Linked DNA regions of Mus musculus: region 2 is linked to region 1. The links are chromatin contacts, called in public HiChIP or PLAC-seq maps. All regions are on one chromosome and are shown on one strand. The core of a region is the stretch at or near the end of the contact, and the rest is flanking DNA. Distances in the headings are between cores, read along the strand shown. Region 1 has its middle 16 kb from the start of Fgfr3. Region 2 has its middle 10 kb from the start of Gm52782.

Region 1 (4,423 bases), core at 1,373-3,872:
AGCCTGTGCTGCATAATAGGATCTATCTTAAAAACAACTTGCAGGTTAAGGTGGCATATGACTTTAATCTCAGCACGGAGCAGAGGCAGGTGTATCTCTATGAGTTCAAATCTAGCCTGGGCTACAGAGCAAGTTCCTGGACAGCTAGGACGACACAATGAGACCCTGTTTCAAAGCAAACAAACAAAGGAAATCAGTGCAGCCAAGTTTAGTAAATAAAATGTAGGCTCCATCTCCACCTTAATAGTCTAGGTCTGTTCCTCTCCTAAGCATGAGTCTCCCACCCTAAGCCATGCATGGAGAACAGCAAGAAGTCACCCTCTGTGACCTGGCAACAGAGAGTCCAAACCCATGGTTTGACCGTGTTCTGGCACTGTGTTGGCAAGACAGGTCATCCAGAGGACAGCTGAGGGGCACTGAGCAGGGAGGGCTACCTGTGACTGAGGGAATGCAGCTCTCAGAGTAGTTAGCTACCACATCTGCCCCAACCACTTGATGTTCTCGTGGTCACCCTTTAGCTCCACTTCCAGGCAGTCCAGGAACCTATACAAGCCTGAGTGGGCTCGGCTCCTCTCTTTGACAGATCTGTGGCTCCTGGGCTCCTCACACAACCAGGCTGGAGTTCCTTCCTCCCTATGTTCCCACCTCAGGGCTGGTCTGCTTCTCTCCCCGCATTCCCGGCCTCCTCTTTCACTCCTTATAGGAACATTCCCGCCACACTCTCAGCTGTAGGTCCCTGGGGGGTAGATCTGCCTTAGGCTTGACCTCCTGACTTGGGGCAGAGCCTGCACTTGGACCCAGAATCATAAAGTGAACCAATGAGTGAATGGCTAAGCCCCAAGGCATGATGGGTGCCTCAACCTGGTGTATGAATACCTAGCTGAAGCTAGCACCTTCGGGCTGGACAGTGCCTAGCACGGACTCCCATAACTTCACTTCCCAGTAAGCCTGGCTGCTGCTTGGCTCCTACCCAAAGCCCAGCCCAGCCAGATTGTGAAGAACGATGGCCTAGAAGGTGGCTTTTGGGCCCAGCCTACCAGAGGACACGACATTCCACTCTTCTGGTCCAGCTGACCAAGGATTTTTGTTTGTTTGTTTGTTTTGTTTTCCAAAGACATGTCTGATGAAGTGTCCTTTGAAGTAGACCATATGTGGCCACCCACACACAGAGGCCTGCAGGGATAAACCTGGCCAGGGCTTCCCAACAGTGCTCAGGCTAATGCCTGTAGCATATTCTAGGACCAACATCTTGTTAGCTACCACTAAATGACCCTTACTGCGTAGTGAGTGAGAGACAGAGAGAGACACAGAGAGAGAGAGAGAGACAGAGAGACAGAAACAGAGACAGACAGATAGACAGAGACAGAGAGACAGTCAGCTGGCTGGGTTTGGGTCTTGGTCTTCTGAGAAATCGGAACAAATGTGGTCCAGACTGGAACTTCACAGGCCTGTGTTTGTTGCAGGTCTCCTGGGCACCTGAGCACTAGCTCTCCCCACATCTCAGTCAGCTCTGTCTGTCTATATTCAGAAGTCATTCATTTACTTGCTGTGGAGTCCACAACCACCCCACAGCTGCCGTGGCCCCTGGGTTCACCTAAGCCATACTGGCTAAGACCTTGCTTGCCCTTATAGCCAGAGAGCCATGGCTAACCTGAAGCTCGGTCCCAGATTCCTTGTACAGGAAGTCTGGCTCAGTGATCCCCAGAAATGTCCCCACCCTCTTTTCTGTTGTCCCACTCTGAGAGTTAAGATGACCAGCAGGTAGTTCTATAGAGTCCTCCAGGCGATTCTGGAGCCAGGGGTGGTAGTAGAATGGGGTGCTGCTGAGAGCCTGTTAGGCGCTCCACCTAGCTTGCCTTTTCAACCTCTTATAACTTATTGTCACTCATTGACACAGGGGTGGCTGCCATGGCCATGTAGGATGGGTGCCAGACTGCCTGCCCCCAAACCTTACTCAGCTTATTATCAGAACCAGGACTTCCTGCAGCCCTACAGAGCCTCTGTACTTCCTGGTAACTGCCAGTCCCAGTTTCCTGATATCCTTCTGGTGTTTTGGCCCTGGCTGGCAGGAGAAGAAAGGCTGCACGTAGACTTACAAGACCAGCACTGCAGACAAAGCCAGGGCCAGTGCAGGCTCTGCCAGGGCATTTGAAAAGCTCATGGGCATGGCTCAGCTTAGTGTCTGGTCAGTATTTGGGATCAAAGGGCACAATACAGAGGGTAAGTCCAAGCCAAAACTGGGGTTCGGGCTTTTCAAGGCTCCAGCCAGCCTTATAGTCCTGCCCTCAAGCCACATGGACTTAGTGGGGCTAGTGTAGGAGCTGCCACTCTGCCCTTCATGGCTGCCTTGAAGACACCAAGCCTTGTTTGGGGTCCCAGGGACCTGGAGGTCCTGGGAAATATGGGCCAGAGGGTTGGCATTCAAACCTTGAATACTCAAATATGTGCGGGTGTTCCTAGTGCTAGGCAGGGACAGTTACTATACAGACCAGAGAAAGGGCCCCTGGTTTTGGTGGAGCTGAGGGGGGAGAACACGCAGAGCAAAGGAAAGCAGGGTCAGCTAGCCTGCCTTCAATAACAGGCTTTACACAGGGGCATGACATGATATGATTGAGGTTTCGAGAGCTCCCTAGCTGCTGGGTGGAAAGGGGCCAAGAGGGCAGAACCTGCAGTCAGCCAGATGGACGAGGCCCATGCTCGCTCGGGGACAGCCACAGGAGGTATGAGTGGGGTCCCCAAGAGCAGCCGTCATCAGTAACACCAGGGAGAGAGGGTGGGGACAGAGGAGGGGTCCTGAGTTGGGGGGCTGACAGCTCAATCCTGCCCGTCACTGCTCAATGGGCCCTTGTCCCCCTTCCATTGAGTGCTGCATTCCGGGCCCCCTGGAGACGGCCTGGCCACGGCCATCTCCGGGGAGGCAGGAATGCGGCAGGCGGGGCTGGAGCTGGGGGTGGGGGCTCCTGTTCTCACGCCCGGGGCCACTCTGGCCGACTCAATTGGAATTTAAATGCTGGCCATTGTTGTCCCGGGAATGGCCAGGAGTCAGCTCTGCCCTAGGGGCTTGGCCAGGCCTGGACTAGAGGGGCTAGCCAGCCCCACAGCCAGCCAGCCAGCTCCAACCAAACCCAGCCAGTCACTTCTGCAGGCTGATCCCCCACTCCTCCAGGCAGCCCTCCAGGGCAACTCCTACCCTCTTTCATAGCCTTCCAGCTTTGATGAGTTGGGGACAATAAGTTAGGGAGGTGCTAACTGTGGAGTCTGCTTTCCCATGCCCTACTATGGTCCTTCAGGAACCTTCAAGCATGAGTGGATAGAAGGACTAGGGACTGCATTGGAGACTTGAAAATCTGCTTGGCAGGAGCCTGGGTTGTGACCACTGTGAGATGGTGAGATGTCTTTATGTGCAGGCAGGGCATCTCAGGCCTTAACAGGGACCTGACCCAAGCTCAGCTGAAGTAAACCCAGGTTCCTAGAGAATGGCTTCCTGATCTGAGCTCAAAGTGGGGAGTCTGAGAAGAGAGGAAACATTCTGGCCTCTAATTCTGGAAGGCATCTTATTGAGGCCTCCAAGTCCTGCTGATTCACCACAGACCTCACTTCCACCAACACAGTCACCTCACCCCCCCCCCCAACCCCTTCCAGTTCCAAACAGAAACTGTGCATGGTAGACACCGGACTTTGAAGGACACACCAAGAACCATATGCAGGCCAACCAGCTCACTGTACCAGGTATGGGACTGTTCTCTCCCTACTGTACACATCACCTAGGATGACACTGGCCACACAAATCCAGGCCCCCATCAGCAGCATCCTTCTGTGGGTGAAGCCCCTGTGCCTTGGCCTCATATTCCAGACCTTCACAAAAGCAGCGTGAGCCTCTAGCGGGCCAACACATCCCCTCATCTCTGGGGACCTCTGAGAGCTGAGCCAGTTGATGGGAGCCTGGGGCTGCCTGCCCCCTGCCTTGCCCACCACCTCAGTCTCCTCTTCCTCCCTTGGACTTGATTCATTTATTTATTTGCTGACCCTCTGACGCCCCTGAAAGGGGCCCTTTGTCCAAGCAGACAATCATCGACACAAATAGAAAAGGAGCTGTGTTTGAGCAAAGTCTGGGGTGTGTTCGTGGGGGTGGGGGAGTGGTCCAGGCCGGAGGTGGGGCGCACAGCCAATGAGCAGGCTGCCAAGGGGGTCCCCCAGAACACCAACATATGCCTAGCCCATGCCAAGTCGTGAGCCTCTAAGAAGTGACCCATACTCAGGAGCCCTGACACAGATCCCTGCCGGCCCTGCTCCAGTCAGTCCTGTGAATGAGACAGAGAGAGAGAGAGAGAGATGCCAGAGGATGTGGCAGCTACGCTCACACAGGCTGGATAGGCTTGAGGCTCCATCCTCACAATGGCAGAGATGGGGTGAGTAAGAAGGA
Region 2 (4,779 bases), core at 521-3,020, 110 kb before region 1:
TTCTCTGTCCCAGGCCAAATAAAGAGGGCTTCCAAGTGGAAATGCAGCTTGGGCTGCCCCTCCTCCCATGCCCTAGGTGGCCCCGGTCTCCAAAGAGGGGCTTGGGGAAAGGCCCGGAACCAAGGCAGAACCACGAAGGACCTCCTACTCCCAAACTCCCCAGAACCGGTCATTCTGCTTTCCAAACCCAAGAGTGACTTCCCCAGGCCTCCAGCTGAGGTCCCACCCAGGCAAAGGCCACTGGAATTCCCTAGGAATGATCTTGGATTCTTGGGCAGCACTGCAAGGCTTTTCTATTTACCTAGGGTCCCTATCAGATAAAAACTACACAGGACAAAGATGTGGTTAAGAACCCTCTTCTCACAAGCCCTGACTCAGAGGCCTAAGGTATCTGTCACTGGGGTCCAGTTGTTACTTCCAGGTACAAACCACCAGCCCAGAACAGCTATAGACCCCATCTTTCACCAAGGACACTCCCTAGGGTGATAACCCATCAGAGCTCTTGAGACAGCCAACATCCAACACTGGGTATCGTTCAGAAAAACTACACCTTCTTCCAGCTCTTAGGTGAGAGACTACTTTTTGTTCTAATTTTTAAAAAAAGATTTATTTTATTCTTAATAGGTTATAGCGGTACATGCCTTCAACCCCAACATTTGGGAAGCAGGGACAAGCAAGTTTCTGTGAGTTTAAGGCCGGCCTGGTCTTCAGTGCTTGTTCCAGGAGACCCAAGGCTGTCAACATAGAAAAATTCTGTCTTGAGGAAAAAAAAATATTTTATGTGTACGCGTATGGGTATCTATATAAGAGTGCAGGTGCCAGAGGAGGCCGGAGGTTCTGGCATCTAAAGCTGGAGTCATGGGCTGCTCTCAGCCACCTGTTGTGGGTGCGGAGAACTCAACTGAGGTCTTCTGTAAGAGCTATATACAATCTTAACCACTCAGCCATCTCTCTCGCTGTTTATTTTTATTTTTTAATTTTACACATATGACTGCTTTGCCTGCCTGTATGTAATTGTGCCATGTGCATGCCTGGTACCTGCAGAAGTCAGAAGAGGTTGTGTAGAAATAGAGTTAAGATGGTTGAGGACCATCATGTGGGTGCTGGAAATCAAACTCCAGTCCTGTGCAGTCCTCCTTCCTTTTCATTTGCTCACTTGTTTTGTTTGAAGACAGTCTCACTATGTAGCCTAGGCTGGCCTCTAGCGCTCACACATTCCAGGGCTGAGATCACAGATAAGCCCAGCAGGCCTGTCCCCAAAGTCTTCTGTGATACCCTTCTAGTCTTAGCTGGATCCCCGCTCTAGGTGTTCATCTTCAGGTAGTTTTACCTTTGGATTTAGACAGCTGGTTTCCTCATTGTTGGTTTCTTAGACTGCACAACTGAAAGTTAGTGGTTTACAATTGTAAGGATGGAGCTCCAGAACCTGGGTGGGGCTTTCCTGCTGCTTCCCAGCTACCTGGTGGTTACCTACAATCTGCAGCTCCTGTGAACATCATGACCTCTGCTTGTGTTTTCATGCGGCCTTTTCTAGTCTGTCTATCCCTGATTCTGATTTTTCTTCTGATGACTACAGTAGCCTACATCTGCCAGGGCCTTAATTTCCAAGTAAGGTCACAATGACAGGTTCCCTGGTTAATTATTGAAAATACCTTTGAAGGAACACAATTACACAATTCAAACCCATGGTTAGTCAGGATGTTGGGACTCTGTAGAGTTGTGGCCATAATCAGTATTGTTTCTCTAGGCCCCAGAGGAAAGGGTGACAGATAAGGGCCACACCCCGCAAGCTCTAACTCTTGCCTGCCTGTTCTTACTAGAAGAAGGGTCTGGTATGTGCCATCCCAGACACACAAAGTATGCTCACTTTTCTCAAGCACGTGGCCTGAACAGTGTAGGGCACAGACAGGCCAAGCAGCAAACTCCTTCAGTTTGGTTAAGGAATAATGGAGAAAGGCCTATGAGATGTGAGGACACCCACCAAGCCACAAGAACAACTTAAGGATAAGTGGGGACCTTAAGGGAACAGCTCTAGCCGTGCTAATGAATCAGTCTCCTACACAGGTCCCACCACAGGGGTTCCACCGATTTCAGGCATTACCATTTATGGTCTGCTCCACCCATCACCTGGCCACACCCTTTGAGAGAGTGAAGAACAGTTCTTTCAGGTCAAACTGTGTGTGGGCATTCCCCGCGGCCCACTCACTGTTTGATTTTGCAGTGTTGGATTACTTCAAAGAAGGGAGCCTGGGCCTAGCTCCCCTGCTCTGTCCACAGAATTGCCACAAGCTCAAGGATCAAATCAGAGCAGGGCCTGGGACCAGCACTGCCCACTCAGTCTGTTTTGCTTAAGAAATGGAGTTCAGGGCTGGTGACTGCTCTTCTAGAGGTCTTGAGTTCAAATCCCAGCAACCACATGGTGGCTCACAACTATCTGTAATGAGATCTGATGCCCTCTTCTGGGGTGTCTGAAGACAGCTACAGTGTACTTACATAAAATAAATAAATTAATTTAAAAAAAAAAGAAATGGAGTTCAATGCTAAAATAGCACTTCTTTTTTTGTTTGTTTGTTTGTTTGTTTTTGTTTGTTTGTTTGTTTGTTTGAGACAGGGTTTCTCTGTGTAGCCCTGGCTGTCCTGGAACCCACTTTGTAGACCAGGCTGGCCTCAAACTCAGAAATTCGCCGCCTCAGCCTCCCAAGTGCTGGGATCAAAGGTGTGCACCACCGCGCCCAGCTTGCACTTCTTGAGGCAGAGGCAGGCAGATTTTTGAGTTCCAGGCCAGCCTGGTCTACAGAGTGAGTTCCAGGACAGCCAGGGCTACACAGAGAAACCCTGTCTCGAAAAACCAAAAGAAAAGAAAGAAAGAAAGAAAGAAAGAAAGAAAGAAAGAAAGAAAGAAAGAAAGAAAGAAAATGACAGGGAGTTAAAATCCATACTAGCAGAAGGAAGATAACTAAGCCCCTCCTAATCTATGTGCTGTGAGCCACATTTTTCCAGACTAATGAGTAGCTTCAAACATTGAGTCCAAAAATTGAGATGGCTGGCCTGTGGATAGTGATTCAGATCACCCAGCCTGCCCCTCCCCTACCCCATCCAGGGCAGATTCCTGTGTTGCTCTTGTTTGGTTAGTTTCATTTTTGTTGTGTTTTATATTTTATTACATTATATTCAGTGCGAGTGTGCGTGTGTGTGCATGTACACTATGGCGAGCATGAGGAGGAGGTCAGAGGACAAGTAGAAGGAGGCAATCATCCCTTCTATTTGGGTCCCGGGAACTCTGGTGCTCAGGTACCTTTATCCATTGATCTCTCTTGGCCCTTGGTTTGTCTTTTAAGACAGGGTCTCACTATGAAGCCTTGGCTGGTCTGGAACGTACTCAGTAGACCAGGTTAGACTGGAATGCAGAGATCCACGTGCCTCAGTTCCTCAAGTGCTGGGGTTAAAGACTAAGCATCACCACCACCCAGCTCTTCTCTCTTAAATGTGTTTATGGGGATGGAGAGATGGCACAGTGGCTAAGTCACATACTACTCTTGCTGAGGACCTAAGTTCAGTTCCCAACACCCACGTCAGGCAGCTCACGACTGTCTGAAACTTACTGGAGAACCTAACACCTCTGCCTTCAAGGTACAGAGACACACATAAACATAACTGAAAATAATCAAAGTAGCCAGGCAGTGGTGGTATGTTAATCCCAGCCCTCAGGAGACAAAGGTAGACAGTTCACTGTGAGTTCATAGTCTACAGAGTGACTGGGTTATAGGACAGCCAAGGCTACATAGAGAAACATTATCTCAAAACAACAATAAAGATGGAGAATCTTCATGAGCTCAAGGCCAGTATGGTCTACATACTGAGTTCCAGGACAGCCAGGAATAGAGAGAGAGACCTGCCTCAAAATAATAATAATAATATAAAAATTATATTTATTTAGCATGTGTAAGAGTGTGCACACGCGTCACAGAATTCATATGGTGGTCAAAGGACATCTTGTAGAAGTCAGTTCTCTGTAAACCGTGAGTTCCCTAGACAGAATTTAGGTCATCAGTCTTAGCAGCAGACACTGTATCCACTGTGCCATCTTGCTGGCCCAGGAGCATCCATGTTTTCCATTAATTTATTTATTCAATTTATATACCAATGTAAGCCCCTCTTCCCCTCCCAGTCCCCTCTCATATAGCTCCTGCCCCTGCTTCCTCCCCTTCACCTCTGAGAATGGGAGGTGCCCCTAGGTATCACCCCACCCCACCTCAGCACATCAACTCACTGCAGAACTAGGCACATCCTTACCCACTGAGGCCAAAAAAGATGGCCTAGTTAGGGAATGGGATGCATAGGCGGGCAACAGAGTCAGGGACAGCCCCCACAGGAGCTTTTTTAATTTTAGATTTACTGAAAAGTTTTGTAGGTAATAGAGTTCCTTCACCTGTTTTTTTATTAATGACAACACACTGTACCTCTAGAGTACCTTTCTCAAAACCCAAAGACCAGGGCTGGTGCATCTCAGGGGTAAACATTGGCCTCACATGTAAAGCCCTGGATTTCATCTCCAGCACCCAGAAAAAAATTAGATAGATTTGGCCTGTTACTGTTTACTAAATACCAAACTTGACTCAGAGTGTATCTGTTTTAGCATCACTTATCTTTGTACCCTTATGGGTTTTAAGAGCTGGGTGTGTTGGCATCTGCCTATATCCTAGACCTTGGGAGATAGAGGAAGGAGAATCAATAATTCCTGGTCAGCCTCTGACCAGTTCTTTGATGCTGGCTGTCACA

Evidence for each region. HiChIP or PLAC-seq counts read pairs in DNA pulled down with a chosen protein or histone mark.
Region 2: an H3K27ac HiChIP or PLAC-seq map of extraembryonic endoderm stem cells shows a contact between it and region 1. The contact joins two enhancer-like sites. A contact is called at or near these places in 1 of 39 promoter capture datasets (embryonic stem cells), 5 of 484 Hi-C or Micro-C datasets (embryonic stem cells, nephron progenitors and trophoblast stem cells), 5 of 115 datasets of contacts at active chromatin or transcription factors (embryonic stem cells, extraembryonic endoderm stem cells and pancreatic cancer cells) and 2 of 9 other capture datasets (adipose tissue and pancreatic islet).

Annotation. Positions count from the first base shown.
Region 1 is chr5:33,703,995-33,708,417 of GRCm38.p6, reverse strand. No RefSeq gene overlaps it. Among named protein-coding and RNA genes, the nearest start is that of Fgfr3, 16 kb to the left of the region's middle. Within about 2 kb of position 2,622, at least 73 of the 459 cell types and tissues checked have an H3K27ac peak or open chromatin away from gene starts, as enhancers often do. A contact at or near this core is called in extraembryonic endoderm stem cells, where this site is marked.
Region 2 is chr5:33,813,557-33,818,335 of GRCm38.p6, reverse strand. No RefSeq gene overlaps it. Among named protein-coding and RNA genes, the nearest start is that of Gm52782, 10 kb to the left of the region's middle. Within about 2 kb of position 1,770, at least 9 of the 459 cell types and tissues checked have an H3K27ac peak or open chromatin away from gene starts, as enhancers often do. A contact at or near this core is called in extraembryonic endoderm stem cells, where this site is marked.